Regions from separate parts of the Pan troglodytes genome. Here region 1 is linked to region 2. Evidence: chromatin contacts called from public HiChIP or PLAC-seq data. All regions are on one chromosome and are shown on one strand. Each heading gives the region's core, a stretch centred on a gene start, on an enhancer-like site or on the middle of the called end of the contact. The rest is flanking DNA. Distances are from core to core; before and after follow the strand shown.

Region 1 (7,118 bases), core at 152-2,651, 440 kb after region 2:
ATTTCACCTTAAACAGTGGATATACCAAACTAGCCACATAACCCATGTCTCTATTCACGCCATCACCCAGTTCTATTTTACTTACACGCTTCGTCACAATCTCATAACCTTATTTAGATTTTATCTGCTCCTTCCTTCTAGAATGTAAGCCCCATGAGGACAGGAATTCTGTCCTGCTCACCACCATGTCCCCTGGCCAATAACAGTGCATGGTATCTAGTAGGCCTCAAGAAGTATTTGTTAAACAAAAATGAAAAGATGTGGCCGGCACGGGGAGAGTACAAATCTACATAAAACAATAAAACGAGGAACTGAAAAAAGGAAAGAAAACCACGCTGAGATGTACAAGCTGACAGGACTCAAAGCTATCATGCCAGCTCGGAGGTTTGGTGGACATTTTTCAGGGTGGACAGGTGCTTCACACCTATCTAAGCGCATAGAGCCCTTCCAGGAAGAAGAAAATCCACAGGGAGGTGTCCAGATAGCTGTGAGCAGCTCCCAGAAAAGTGGACACAATCACCACCCTAACAGAAACGTGGCCCAGGTCGGGAGAAAAAAACAATACACCATACATCTCGGCCCAGATGAAAAATCACACGAATCCCCAGCACAATCAAACCAAGCCACCACCTTCAGCCTGACACGTAAGAGCAGTCTCCTTTAGCCTGGCTGGGCAGTCGCCTGCAACCCAGCAAACCCTTCCCACGCCCAACACTTTTCCCTCGCAAAGACCACCGCCACCGCCGGTCCGAGGGGCGAGGGAACGGGGGGAACAGCCTGACGATCAGCTTTCTCCACCCCCGCCCGAGCCCAGTCCCCTTCAAAGCGCAAACGTTTCCCATTCTCGCCTGTCCCCGAGGCCCGGACCCCTGCCCCGAGCCCCTCCTGCGGTCCCTCACTCACGTGTAGATGATAGCCATGAAATGCATCAGCCACAGCACCAAGAAGAGGACGAAACCGAAGACGGCCATTCCCTCCAGGGCCAGGTCCAGCAGCGCCATCCCCCGGCCCGCCGGCCCGGCCCGGCCCGCTGCGGCCGCCAACACGGACAACGCTCCCGCAGGAGGAGGACAGGGTGGGCGCCCGGTGCGGGGGCGCGGGAGGCGAGAGGAAGGTGGGGAGAGGAAAGGGCGGAGGGGGTGGGGACGGAAGGGGCGGGCAGGGCCTGCGCGCCCCCGCCCGCGCGCTCTCGCCTGCGCGCTGTCTTCGGCGCGCTCGCGGGCGGCTGCGGGTGCTGCGGTCTCCCGGCTCTGGTCGGGGCGACCGCGGCCCCGCGCTCCGGTTCGCCTCTCCCGAGCCTCGCGGCCGCCCACCAGACCCTGCGCGCGGGCACCTCCGCCGCCTCTCCGTCTCGCCGCCGGGCTCCCGGCCGAGCAGCTCCGCCGCCGCAGCTCCGCGCACTAATCAAAACCGGCGGCTCGCGCCCCACTCCTCGGCACGTCCCGCCCCCGGAACCGCGGCGCCCGCCTCTCCCAGGGGCGGTGCCCCCACCGGTCCACGCCCACCCTGTCGCCCGCGCGCCCGCTGCGGCGCCGGCGAGAGCGCGCCGGGGAGATCGTGTCCTGCTGCCCGCAGGACGCAGGCTGGGCTTCCTCCGGCTGCTCGCTCCCGCTGCCGCCCACCTAGGCGGAAAGCGCTGCAGCCCTGGGCCGGGCTCCCTCGGTGTCGGTGGCAGCTCGGGACCCTGTGCCTGGCTGGAGGCTGCTCTCTCTCCGTCTGGCCCTGCTGTTCCTGGGTGCGCCAGAAAAAGACACGGGTTCCGGGCAGCTGCCGGCGCTTGTCTAGAAATCCAACTTCCAACGCCGCGTCTGCAGCCTCCCCGCCGGGCACTGCTACTGCTCGGAGCAGCCAGGCCCTCCAGGCCACGTTCCTGGGCGCAAGGGATGCCCATTGCCTTCCCTCTTACTGCTTTTAATGCTGTGGGATCTTGGATCAAAAGGGACCGGAGAGTAAAATAATCTCCATGCGCCTCACAGATCTCTAAGCGCCTTAGCGACCGTGTGTATTATAAAAAGAAATTCTCAAACTCAGAATTAAAGAATCAGTTGATATTGAAATTCCCTAAGACTGCCATCCAATACGGTAGCCACATGTGGCTAAGTGAGGGTTGGAAAGGCAGCTTGCCACTCTGGAGTAAACAGTACATCAGATGTGGAAGACCATCTCGTTAGTAAATTTTATATTGATTGCATGTTGAAAAGATAATATTTTGGACATATTACATTAAATTAGGTAAATTATTAAGTTAATTTCTCTTTTTAAATACTTTGGCTAGGTACTAGAAAATTTTAATTGTACGTGTGGACAGCACAGCTCTAAAATGGGAAGAAATGTCACTTTGGGTAGTAAGGTAACTAAGTATTTGTCCTAATTTTAAGTCATCCCAAGAAGATGCTAGTACTCAATGTTTGTGTTTCTTCAATCTAGATGAGTTTATACTATTTCTGCATTGTTTTATGTTTATTGTTGCAAGTGATTTCCTTTTAAATAATCCATGACCTCCCTTGAGATATTTCAGAATTGAATTCAATTTTGAAAAGAAGTTGTGGCTGGGCGCGGTGGCTCACACCTGTAATCCCAGCACTTTGGGAGGCGGAGGCAGGTGGAGCATGAGGTCAGGAGTTCAAGACCGGCCTGGCCTAGATGGTGAAACCCCGTCTCTACTAAAAATACAAAGAATTAGCTGGGCGTGGTGGCAGGCGCCTGTAATCCCAGCTACTCCGGAGGCTGAGGCAGAGAATTGCTTAAACCTGGAGGGGCGGAGGTTGCAGTGAGCCGAGATCGCGCCACTGCACTCCAGCCTGGGCGACAGAGCGAGACTCTGTCTCGAAAAAAAATAGATGAATTTAAAAAAAAGAAAAGTTGTTTATTATTGCTGTTTATGGTAGTTAATAGTCACTGAATGATCTACCTCAATCTGCAATTAAATGACAAACTACAACTAGAAGAGTTAATGTCCGAACCATTCCTCGATTAACATCCTTGGCTCCACTGGTGCAGAATCAGTGGGAAAGAACAATGTTTCAAAATCAAATTCCCACTGTTGAGAGTTACTGGCTGATAAAAATAGCAGGATGGAGGGCCAGGCGCAGTGGCTCATGCCTGTAATCCCAGCAGTTTGGGAGACTCAGGTAGGAGGATTGCTTGAGGCCAGGAGTTTGAGACCAGCCTGGGCAACATGATGAAACCCTGTCTCTACAAAAAAAAAAAAAAAAAATTAGCCAGGCATGGTTATGGCACCTATAGTCCCAGCTACCGGGAAGGCTGAGGTGGTAGGATCACCTGATCCTGGGAAGTGGCGGCTGCAGTGAGCTGTGATCGCACCACTTAACTCCAGCCTGGGTGACAGTGAGTCCCTGTCTTAAAAAAAAGTGGAATAGAATTCTAACATCGAAATGACGTTCCAAACAAAAATTTACGATTGTAGTTAATTCTAAGGCACACTTCAAAAAAACACTTTAACAAATTTTAATTTCTCTGAAATGGGAATGCATCTCACAGTCAATGCCATCTTAGAGTTAATTGGCGTTTTTCCTTTTTTTTTTTTTTTTGAGGTGGAGTCTCGCTCTGTCGCCAAGGCTGGAGTGCAGTGGCGTGATCTAGGCTCACAGGAACCTCCGCCTCCTGAGTTCAAGCAATTCTCCTGTCTCACCCTCCCCAGTAGCTGGGACTACATTTGCACACCACCACACCCGGCTAATTTTTGTGTTTTTAGTAGAGACGGGGTTTCACCATATTGTTCAGGCTAGTCTCGAACTCCTGACCTCGTGATCCACCTGCCTCGGCCTCCCAAAGTGCTGGGATTACAGGCGTGAGACACTGTGCCCAGCCAATGGCTTGTGGTTTTCTTTTACTCAAATATAAAATAATAGTGCATCTCAGTGATATATAAAATAATGCTGCATCTTATCATTAAATGCCCTCTTAGATTTGAGGAACACCAATTGCTTAATTTAAGCATTGTTTTATATTCTGCATTTTTTCAAAAATGTTTTCTGGAACCTTACAACAAAGGGTTTTATATAGTATGACCAGTAACACAAAAAAAGAGGCCAAAGAAATGTGAAAGTAGATATTCTTAAGAGTTAACAAATTTGCTAAATTGAGTATAATCAGTAGATTAAAGATCAGTTATATTATACTTGACCCTAGTTAAACTATGTTTACCCAAACTTCGTTTTAAAACAGCTTTAGAAAAGGGAAGAGTACGAAGACAGTATAAAGATCTGTGGTTGCCATGGAGCAGAGGAAAGAGGGACAAATAGATGACAGGATTTTTAGGGCTGTGAGTGAAACTATTCTGTATGATCCTATAATAGTGTATACATGTCATATATTTGGCAAACCCCGTAGAAAATACACCACCAAGAGCGAACCCTAATGTAAGCTATGGACTTTAGGTGATAATGGTGTGTTAATGTAGGTCCATCAGTTGTAACGAATATGGTGCTCTGGTGCAAGATGTTGATAGTGGAGGAGGCTGATGGAGGGAATGGCAGTGGGTATATGGGAACCTTCTGTACTTTCTGCTCAGTTTTGCTGTGAACCTAAAACTACTCTAAAAAGTAAATTCTTAAAAAAAATTAGTGAGTGTTCCACTAAAGGTGTTCTATGTATATATGTATACAAATATGTGTATAACATTGGAAATGCTATAAATGTCTGAATAAGATATACCAGTTTGCGGCTGGGCGCGGTGGCTCAGGCCTGTAATTGCAGCACTTTGGGAGGCCAAGGTGGGAGGATCTCAAGCCAGCCTGGGCAACATAGCGAAACCCTGTTTCTACAAAAAATAGAAAAATTAGCTGGGCGTGGTGGCAGGCAACGTGGTAAAACCCTGTTTCTACAAAAAATACAAAATCTAGCCGGGCATGGTGGTGGGTACCTGTAATTCCAGCTACTTGGGAGGCTGAGGCAGGAGAATCACTTGAACCTGGTAGGCAGAGGTTGCAGTGAGCCAAGATCATGCCACTGCACTCCAGCTTGGGTGCCAGAGCGAGACTCTGACTTAAAAAAAAAAAAAATTACCAGTTTGCCATCAGATCCCAGGATTTAGCACCTTGTGGGCACTTAAATATTTGTTGACTGAATGAATAGATAAAATGTTTATTTATCCATTGACAGAAGTCACTGGAAAAATTTCAGTGACTTCTGAAATTTTCTGGAAAAAATTTCTGGAAAAATTTCTCAGCTTTCTCCTTTGTCTGTAAAGATTTTTAAATGGTTTTTCGTTGTGAGAAAAATACACATTAACTTCCATACCTCCTCCTTTATCTTATAAAATTAAGCTAAAGAGTTAGAGTAATTACATATTAGTTCAACTAATCACGTCCTGAAGACCTGCTCCAAAGCCCATACTCTACTTGACAGTCAACAACATAATTTTCGTCTCAATATCACATATTTTCCATCTTTGTCACTGTTATAAATAATTTTTCATGTAAACATTTTAAAGATCACAATCCAGTTTTCTATGGTGAGTGTATTATTATTTTTAAAAGATAGGCATACTGTAAATTTTCAGCCCTATAAAAACTTAAAAAATAAGGTGAAAACAAGGTGATCCTCCAGAAATTGAGTAAATTTGAAGTTTCATAAACAAAGAATCAATTGACATGAAATTTGTGGTGCTAATGCCAAGAAAAAAGTAATTCTTGTCTTTTTTCTAAACATGTTTAGAATTAAGTAGAAAAATACCTTAACTATCAGCTCAGGTGATTAACTTACATTGGTTTGTTATGCATGAAATGGTAACTTTGTAAAAGCCTTCAGATCCTAAGATACTGTGTTACTGTAAATTGCCTTTAAATGATACAAAGATTCCAGGCAAATTATCAGTTCAGGGCCTGATCTTGATAAACCACTGGTATCCTGTGTTTATATATGTGGGTGTGGTCCAGGAGAGTGACTAGAGTTTACTAGAGTTCATGTTCTTCTCAGCTGCTATGCTAACTCATATCCAAATGCCTAATTAAAATTTTTTTTTTTTTTTTGAGGTGGAGTTTCGCTCTTGTCGCCCAGGCTGGAGTGCAAGTGGTGCTATCTCAGTTCACTGCAAACCTCCACCTCCCGGATTTAAGCGATTCACCTGCTTCCGCCTCCAGAGTAGCTGGGACTATAGATGCACGCCACCACGCCTGACTGGTTTTTGTATTGTTAGTAGAGACGGGGTTTCACCATGTTGGTCAAGATATTCTTGATCTCGTGACCTTGTGATCCGCCCGCCTCAGCCTCCCAGAGTGCTGGGATTACAGGCGTAAACCACTGCACCAGGCCTAAAATCTTTTTTTTAAAATCACATACTCGGCCGGACACGACTGTAATCCTAGCACTTTGGGAGGTCAAGGCGGGCGGATCATGAGGTCAGAAGTTCGAGACCAGCCTGGCCAACACGGTGAGAGCCTGTCTCTACTAAAAATACAAAAATTAGCCAGGCATGGAGGTGCGTGCTTGTAATCCCAGCTACACAGAAGGCTGAGACAGGAAAATTGCTTGAACCTGGGAGGCAGAGGTTGCAGTGAGCTGAGATCACGTGCCACTGTACTCCAGCCTGGGAACAGAGTGAGACTTTCTCAAAAATAAATAAATTAATTAAATTAAATTAAATCACATATTCATTTTCTTTTAAAATTTCATGCTTAATCTTGTTTTAATCCATACTTTCCTAGATTGAACCACTAATGTTTATTCTTAACGGAAGCTAAATTCAAAAGATGTTCAAATATGCCCCATGTAAATATCAACTGTTTTTGTTTTTTCATTTTGTTTTTTTGAGACAGGTTGCAGTGAGATCACACCACTGCACTCCAGCTTGGGTGACAGAGCAAGACTCTGTCTTAAAAAGAATTACTAGTTTGCCATCAGATCCCAGGGTTTAGCACCTTGTGGGCACTTAAGCACCTTCTGTCACCCAGGCTGGAGCACAGTGGCATAATCACAGCTCACTGCATCCTTGACCTCCCAGGCTCAGGTGATCCTCTCACCTCAGCCTCCCAAGTAGCTGGGACTTCAGCCACCTGCCACCACACCAGGCTAATTTTTTTTTTTTTTTTGGCAGAGTCTCTGTCACCCAGACTGGAGTGCAGTGGCATGATCTCGGCTCACTGCATACTTTTTAA
Region 2 (6,405 bases), core at 1,381-3,880:
GGATCACAAGGTCAGGAGTTCTAGACCAGCCTGACCAACATGGTGAAACCCTGTCTCTACTAAAAACACAAAAACTAGCCAGGCGTGGTGGCGGGCGCCTGTAATCCCAGCTACTCAGGAGGCTGAGGCAGGAGAATCACTTGAACTCGGGAGGCAGAGGTTGCAGTGAGCTCAGATTGTGCCACTGCACTCCAGCCTGGGAGACAGAGCAAGACTCCGTCTCAAAAAAAAAACAAACAACAACAAAAAATAAGGTCTAGAAGGATGCACGCAGAATTGTTACAGTGGTAGTCATGGGCAGGGGGTGGTTTGGGAAGAAAAATATTAATGATAACTTTTCAATATTTTATAGTGCTTGAATTTTCCAAAATGAGCATTTATGCTGATATTACTTGTGTAGCTAAAAAAAGAGTTAAGGAAATTTCATCAACAGAATATATCCCAAATACAGTGATAGAAAGACTGCATCAGCTACTTATCTTGTTGATATTCTACATTTCCATCTGGCAATGTTTACAAATGCAACTTAATATTTAGATTTAATATAGAAAACAAAATATATTTGACATTTTGGAAGGGGACTGAGGTTAGATACAGGACTTTAAGAATTACCTCACCGAATTACTCTACCTATTTGAAAAGTTGTATGTCAAAAATATACATAAACGGACTGAAGAATCCATTCAACAGTGACGGCTGGAACCTGATTTTCTTGTGTATTCATGCAGTGCCCGGCACATAGTAGGTTAATACTGACTGAATGATGAATGAGTCCACAGTTTAGATCTTTTTAGCAGCACCTACTGATCTGAAAGCAGGAAATTAGCAAGGATAGATGTTTGAGGTTCTTGTTAGTTGCTTTTCAAATGACGAAGCCACAGGGAGGAGCCCCGCTCTTTTTTACTCAGTAGGTTAAGAATTTGGCTTAACAGTTTAGGGGGTTACATTTTGGTTATCTGTGAGTTGAAAAAGTACTCAATTTCACACTAAAAAGGGAAAAAAGCAAGCGTGTTGTCACTCGTTATATTATATATATACTTTTTGCTCAGACCAGAGGAAAGGGCTCTGGTGCAAACGTTTCCTGGTTGTGAAACTGTGAGCAAATCACTCTCTTTGTATATGTATTTTCATCTGAAAAAAGGGAATAATGAGTAAACTTTTAAAAAATGCTGGGAATATAGCCATTCCATGTTTGTACAATGAATTTTTCATATAAATTCAATACTAGACGGTTAGGTCGAAATGCACTCAGATACTTAAATTGTATACAAATTCCAGTCCGGGCAGCCTCTTTCACCTCATTCATCGTCCCAGCCACACCTATGGGGCTGGTGTCGGTCCCAGCGGTCGACTCCAGCGCCGGGCTGCCAGAGGCTGGTCCCTGGACGTGCCATCTACAGCCTCGCGCACCCGGGGCAATTCCACCTCGTTTCTGGGGTCCTCGTGGGACATTCCTGCCTACTCTTGGGAGTCAGGTCCCCAAAGCTTTTCCTGCCGGCAGAGGGAGGCATTCAAACCTGGCAGCCCGGGTCTGCGAAGCCGGAAGGCCCGCGGGGCCGCGGGAGGGCGGGCGGGGTGCGCGGCGGAGCGGGAAGCACAAGGCGCGCGCTCCCGCGAACGCAGGAGGGAGGCTGGGGGCGCGCGCGCGCGCCGGGCCGAGGGGCGGGGTCTTACAGCGACCGCGGGAAGAGGGCGCCCCAGAGCTGAGCCGGAGGCCGGCTGCCAGCGGGGCGAGGGTGGGCGCGAGCGCAGGGGCGGGCCCCGAGGGAGGGCGGGGACGGTGAGGGGGCGGGGTCGGGCTAGGCGGGGACGCGCTCGCGGGGTGGGGAAGGCGGGGGCGCGGCGGTGGCGGGAGCGTGCCCGGTCCCCGCCCCTGTTCCCACTCTCCTTCCACCTCGGACCGGCCGGGGCTCCGCAGAGCCAACGCTCGCTTGTCCCCGGAACCGCCCTGCTGCCGCCGCCTGCTTCCTCTGCTCGCGGTTAGCCCGTCAGTCCCTGCTCTGTGCGCGCCTCCATCTAGGCCATGGATGGGTAAGTACTAGGCGGCGCGGCGGCCGCACCGGGTTGCCCTGGCGCCGCTTCCACCCGGCTCTTCGCGGGACGCGTAAGGGCTGGGGAGCAGTGCGCGGCGCCGGCGGCCGGAGGAGCGGCCCCGGCCAAGCCCGACGGCGGGGCTTCCGGGCGTCTCGGTGGGGATCCCGGAATCGCGGAGGCGCCGTCCGCCGCAGGCTCTCCTTTCCCCACGCGGCGCCCCGGACACGTCCGCTGCTTCCTAGCCTTACTCGACACACCCGGGAGCAGAGGAAAGCCCGGTCCGGCCGCGGTGCCGAGGTCCGCCCTCCGCGCCCCAAGTCCGGGGAGCCCAGCTCGGCCTCCCGACACTTCCTCTCAGAAAATGGTGCGCGGCGCTGGGGGAGGCGGAGGCGGCGCGCGGGGCGGGCGTCCTCCTGCCGGGGGAGTTGCTGTTTACCGGCGAGGTGGGGCGAGCGGCCGACGGCGGGTGCACGCGTCGGTACACGTCTGGGCGGCGACCTGGTCGCAAGCCATGGTCCCACGCGGGGTCCCAGGGCCGCCGCGGGACTTGGCCGAGGTCTCCCGACTTGTGCTGTGAGATACGTTAACGCTTTCTCGACACCAGGGGTCTGGACTTAGTGACCATGGACGCTTCCCCCTCACCTTTCTCTCTCCCCAAGAAACTTAATGAATTATCTGCCCGTGTATGTAAAATATGATGTACGAGCGATTTTCGGGGGCATTTCAAATGCTCAAAAATTTAATGGGGGTCCGTGACCAAAATAAAAAGGTTTAGAGTCTATGTATATAAACTGTTCTCTGGGGACTCAGGGATATGGGGTGGGACTTGACATATTTTGGTAATTAAAGTAACAACTATGTTAGGATTTTGGTGAATTAATTGAAGGTTGTAGTATCTGTACCTACGGATTAAAAAAAAATCTCCAACTCGGTTTATTCCCATTATGTATTTGAGGTTTTTTTTAGCTTGTTACCTACTTTTGATGACAAGATTTCTGTGAGGTTGTGGAATATATGCAACTTGCTAGAACAGTAAAAGTCGTTCACATGTTGCCATATAGTTGATGATATGCTATTTGAAGAAGATGAAATCTTCCAACAGCTTTTGACCTCATTAGATTTCATTTATTTTAGTTTCACAATACTAAGTGTATATGACATTTCGGATTGATTCATTTGAATGCAGATTGCACACTGCTACAGACATCAAAGTGGAGTTTTAGATTTTATTCATGATTGTGATGTTCTTTATTTTTATTTGATTGAAGCTTTAAAAAATTTCTTAAAATTATAACTTTTTTGGGTACACAGTAGGTGTATATATTTTGGGGGGGAATTGAAGCTGTTTTTATTGTTTGAAGTTTCTTCGAGAACATTGTTGAAAACTTATTTCACATTACCTTATTCGGTTGCATTTTATATGTTGAAAAATTTTGTGGTCGTAAAGATTTGTGTCATACTAATATTTTGGTTCAGGCAGGCTGTGAATTTAGCATTTCATTATGTGTAGTTAATTGTCTGGAAGGTTTGACTTAAATAATGGAAGCAGGCTATTTTTTTGTGTCGTAAAATGTATAGTTATAATAAAGAGGACTCTTGAATTTTGCGTCTTTGCTGTTAAACTGTAGGATAACTGTGAAGTGCAAACTTACTTTTTGATAGTGTTTAAGAAGTTAACTCTCCCTTCACGCTATTTGTGGTTTTAAAGGTAGTAGTGGGTTTATTGGTTTGAATATGCAAGGCAGTTATACAGATACTGACTGGAAGGTAAGTTCATTTGGAAGTTCAAGTCGGAGCATGATTTGCCCTTTGTATCAGAACCAATAACCATAGTGTTACACAATCTTATTTTTTATGCAGCAAGCGTCCAGTTACTTATCACATTTAAATTTTAGACAAATGAATTTCAAGTTTCAGAAGTTTACAAGGAAAAATAAAAAATCTACGTGGTATTTTAAAAACAGTTTACATCATCTAGAGTCATTTATTCGTTGACTTTTATGAGGTAATGATGACATAGGTTATTAACAATATGTAGAATGTATTCGTAGCTTTCTTCTAGGAGATATGAAGAAAAACATTAATCGAAGACAGTTTCTTGGGGCTTAGAAGAGAAGAATTTTTGTATGGCAGGACTTTAAAGGGGATTTTCACACCCTGGTCTTAAGGGATGTGGTTTAAGAATACAGTGCATTTTTGCCTTCAGGAGACTAATTAAATTTCTACATTTTCCAACAGCCTGAAAAAGATCCTTTTTCCTTATTTGGGTAGTTAAAAAACAAACCACAAGCCACCAGTCAACATATCTTTCTAGTTCCTCCTCAAATCCCAACTGTCTCTCGTGCGTATATGTGTGTGTGTGTGTGTGTGTGTGTGTGTGTGTGTGTTCGTTTCCTCCTAAGAGATAATTTATACTTAAACACAGTTTTGACGTGATAGAATATTTTTAAAAAGCAAATCTTTGAAAATTTTGATGTCTGAAATGTGATGTTTGTATTTATTTTAGTTCTGAGAGACTGTCTTAACTATATTTTGGTGAGCAATTTTGGGTGGTAAATGCAGATTTGCAAGATGCCTTCTATTTCTGTAAAATCCAAGCACTGGTTTTGTTTCATTTAAAACCTCAGACACGATTATTCATGCCAGTGACTTAAAAGAACAAACTTTGGTGATTTTAAGTTTTGGGTTGGCTTCGTTAAATAGAGGTAAATGGATAAACACTCATTTTTATTGAAGTTTGACTATACTTTCCTAAATACTAAAAGATAACAGGATTTGTTTCTTGCATTGGTAGTAAGGATTTGCTTTTACACTCTGCTGTTGCTAGACTGTCTCATCATTTTTCTTTGTATTAATATTTCACAACTCATCACATTCTTATTTTATTATTTGTTATTATAATGCTTTTTCCCCTTTATTCTTACTATCTCTGTCTTTTAAAAACTTGTTCTCTAACTTTGTTTTCCATTTTCTCTTTTTACTTTTTCCATACAGTGTTGTTACAGATCTTATAACAGTCGGTTTGAAGGTAGGAATCTTTTACTATCCTTTCATATGCATTTTTATATCTTACTTTTGGCATATTTTCAGTCTCACCTGTTCATAAAATTATCTGCTTTATTGTGTAATAGTCTTTAATTTTTACTTAGCTCCAAAATAAGTAGACCTGAGGTAATTTTGGATTTTACGTATTTATAAGGAGGAACTATAGTATTATGTGTATAAAATGTGAACAAAAAATTTAGCCCGAAGTTTCACTTAAATTATCAGGATGCTTTTTGTTTGCTTTGTTTTAGCAGTTAAATGTAGCCTAGGCTTAGGCCGGGTGCGGTGGCTCACACCTGTAATCCCAGCAGTTTGGGAGGCTGAGAGGTGGGCGGGTTGCTTGAGCCCAGGAGTTTGAGACCAGCCTGGGCAACATAGTGAAACCCTATTTCTATTAAAAATAAAAATAAAAAAATTAGCCGGGCATGGTGGTGCGTGCCTGTAGTTCCAGCTACTTGGGAGGCTGAGGTGGGAGAATCACCTGAGCCCGGGAAGTCAAGGCTGCAGTGAGTGTGATCGTGTCACTGCACTCCAGCCTGGACAATGGGAGTGAGAAACTGTCTCAGGGGGAAAAAAAAAAAAAAGTGTAGCCTAGGCTCTGATTTATCTTCTTACCATGTCCTTTCTTATATCCTCTTTCATGGATGTGCTTATGAGAATAAGCAGCTGACACTTCTTTCTTCAGTGCCTACTATGTGTCAGGTGCTTTACATGTATTTTTACCAATCATAGCAATCCTTCAAGGTAGGTAATCAGTATTCCCATTTTAGAGGTGAAAAAATAGCTTTAGAAAGTTTGTGTCCAAGATGTGGTGCACTAGTGTTCAAACTCTTGTCTTCCTGGTACCAAAGCCTGACTTTTTTTTCGTTATACCTAGCTGTCAGCAATGAGAGTTCTGTCTAAAAGGCAAACATCCAGAGAGCTGGATAATTAGTATTTTATAATAATGATTCTTCTAGGTTATAAATCATTTCAGTTTTACCAAAGTCTTTTCATTTATTGGATTTTTTTTTTTTGAGGCGGAGCCTCCCTGTTGCCCAGGCTGGGGAACAGTGGTACAATCTCAGCTTACTACAACCTCCACCTTCGAAGGGGTTCAAGTGATTCTTCTGCCTCAGCCTCCTGAGTAGCTGGGATTACAGACACATGCCACCATGCCTGGCTAATTTTTTTGTATTTTTAATAGAGACGAGGTTTCGACACGTTGCCCAGGCTGGTCTCCAACTCCTGACCTCAGGTGATCCGCCCTCCTTGGCCTCCCGAAGTGCTAGGATTACAGGTGTGAGCCACCGCACCCGGCCCATTTATTGGATTTTTAAATATAAA

Evidence for each region. HiChIP or PLAC-seq counts read pairs in DNA pulled down with a chosen protein or histone mark.
Region 1: an H3K4me3 HiChIP or PLAC-seq map of stem cell-derived excitatory neurons shows a contact between it and region 2, with 8 times the contacts expected there. The contact joins the promoter of UGCG here to the promoter of PTBP3 in region 2. A contact is called at or near these places in 1 of 7 Hi-C or Micro-C datasets (stem cell-derived neural progenitor cells) and 1 of 1 datasets of contacts at active chromatin or transcription factors (stem cell-derived excitatory neurons).

What each region holds. Positions count from the first base shown.
Region 1 is chr11:26,583,286-26,590,403 of NHGRI_mPanTro3-v2.0_pri, forward strand. UGCG (UDP-glucose ceramide glucosyltransferase) reads right to left here and starts at 1,402. Exons shown (of 9, transcript XM_016961429.4): 1 at 904-1,402. The coding sequence starts at 1,001.
Region 2 is chr11:26,145,364-26,151,768 of NHGRI_mPanTro3-v2.0_pri, forward strand. It overlaps PTBP3 (polypyrimidine tract binding protein 3), which reads left to right and starts at 2,631. Exons shown (of 15, transcript NM_001280380.1): 1 at 2,631-2,717; 2 at 5,029-5,062.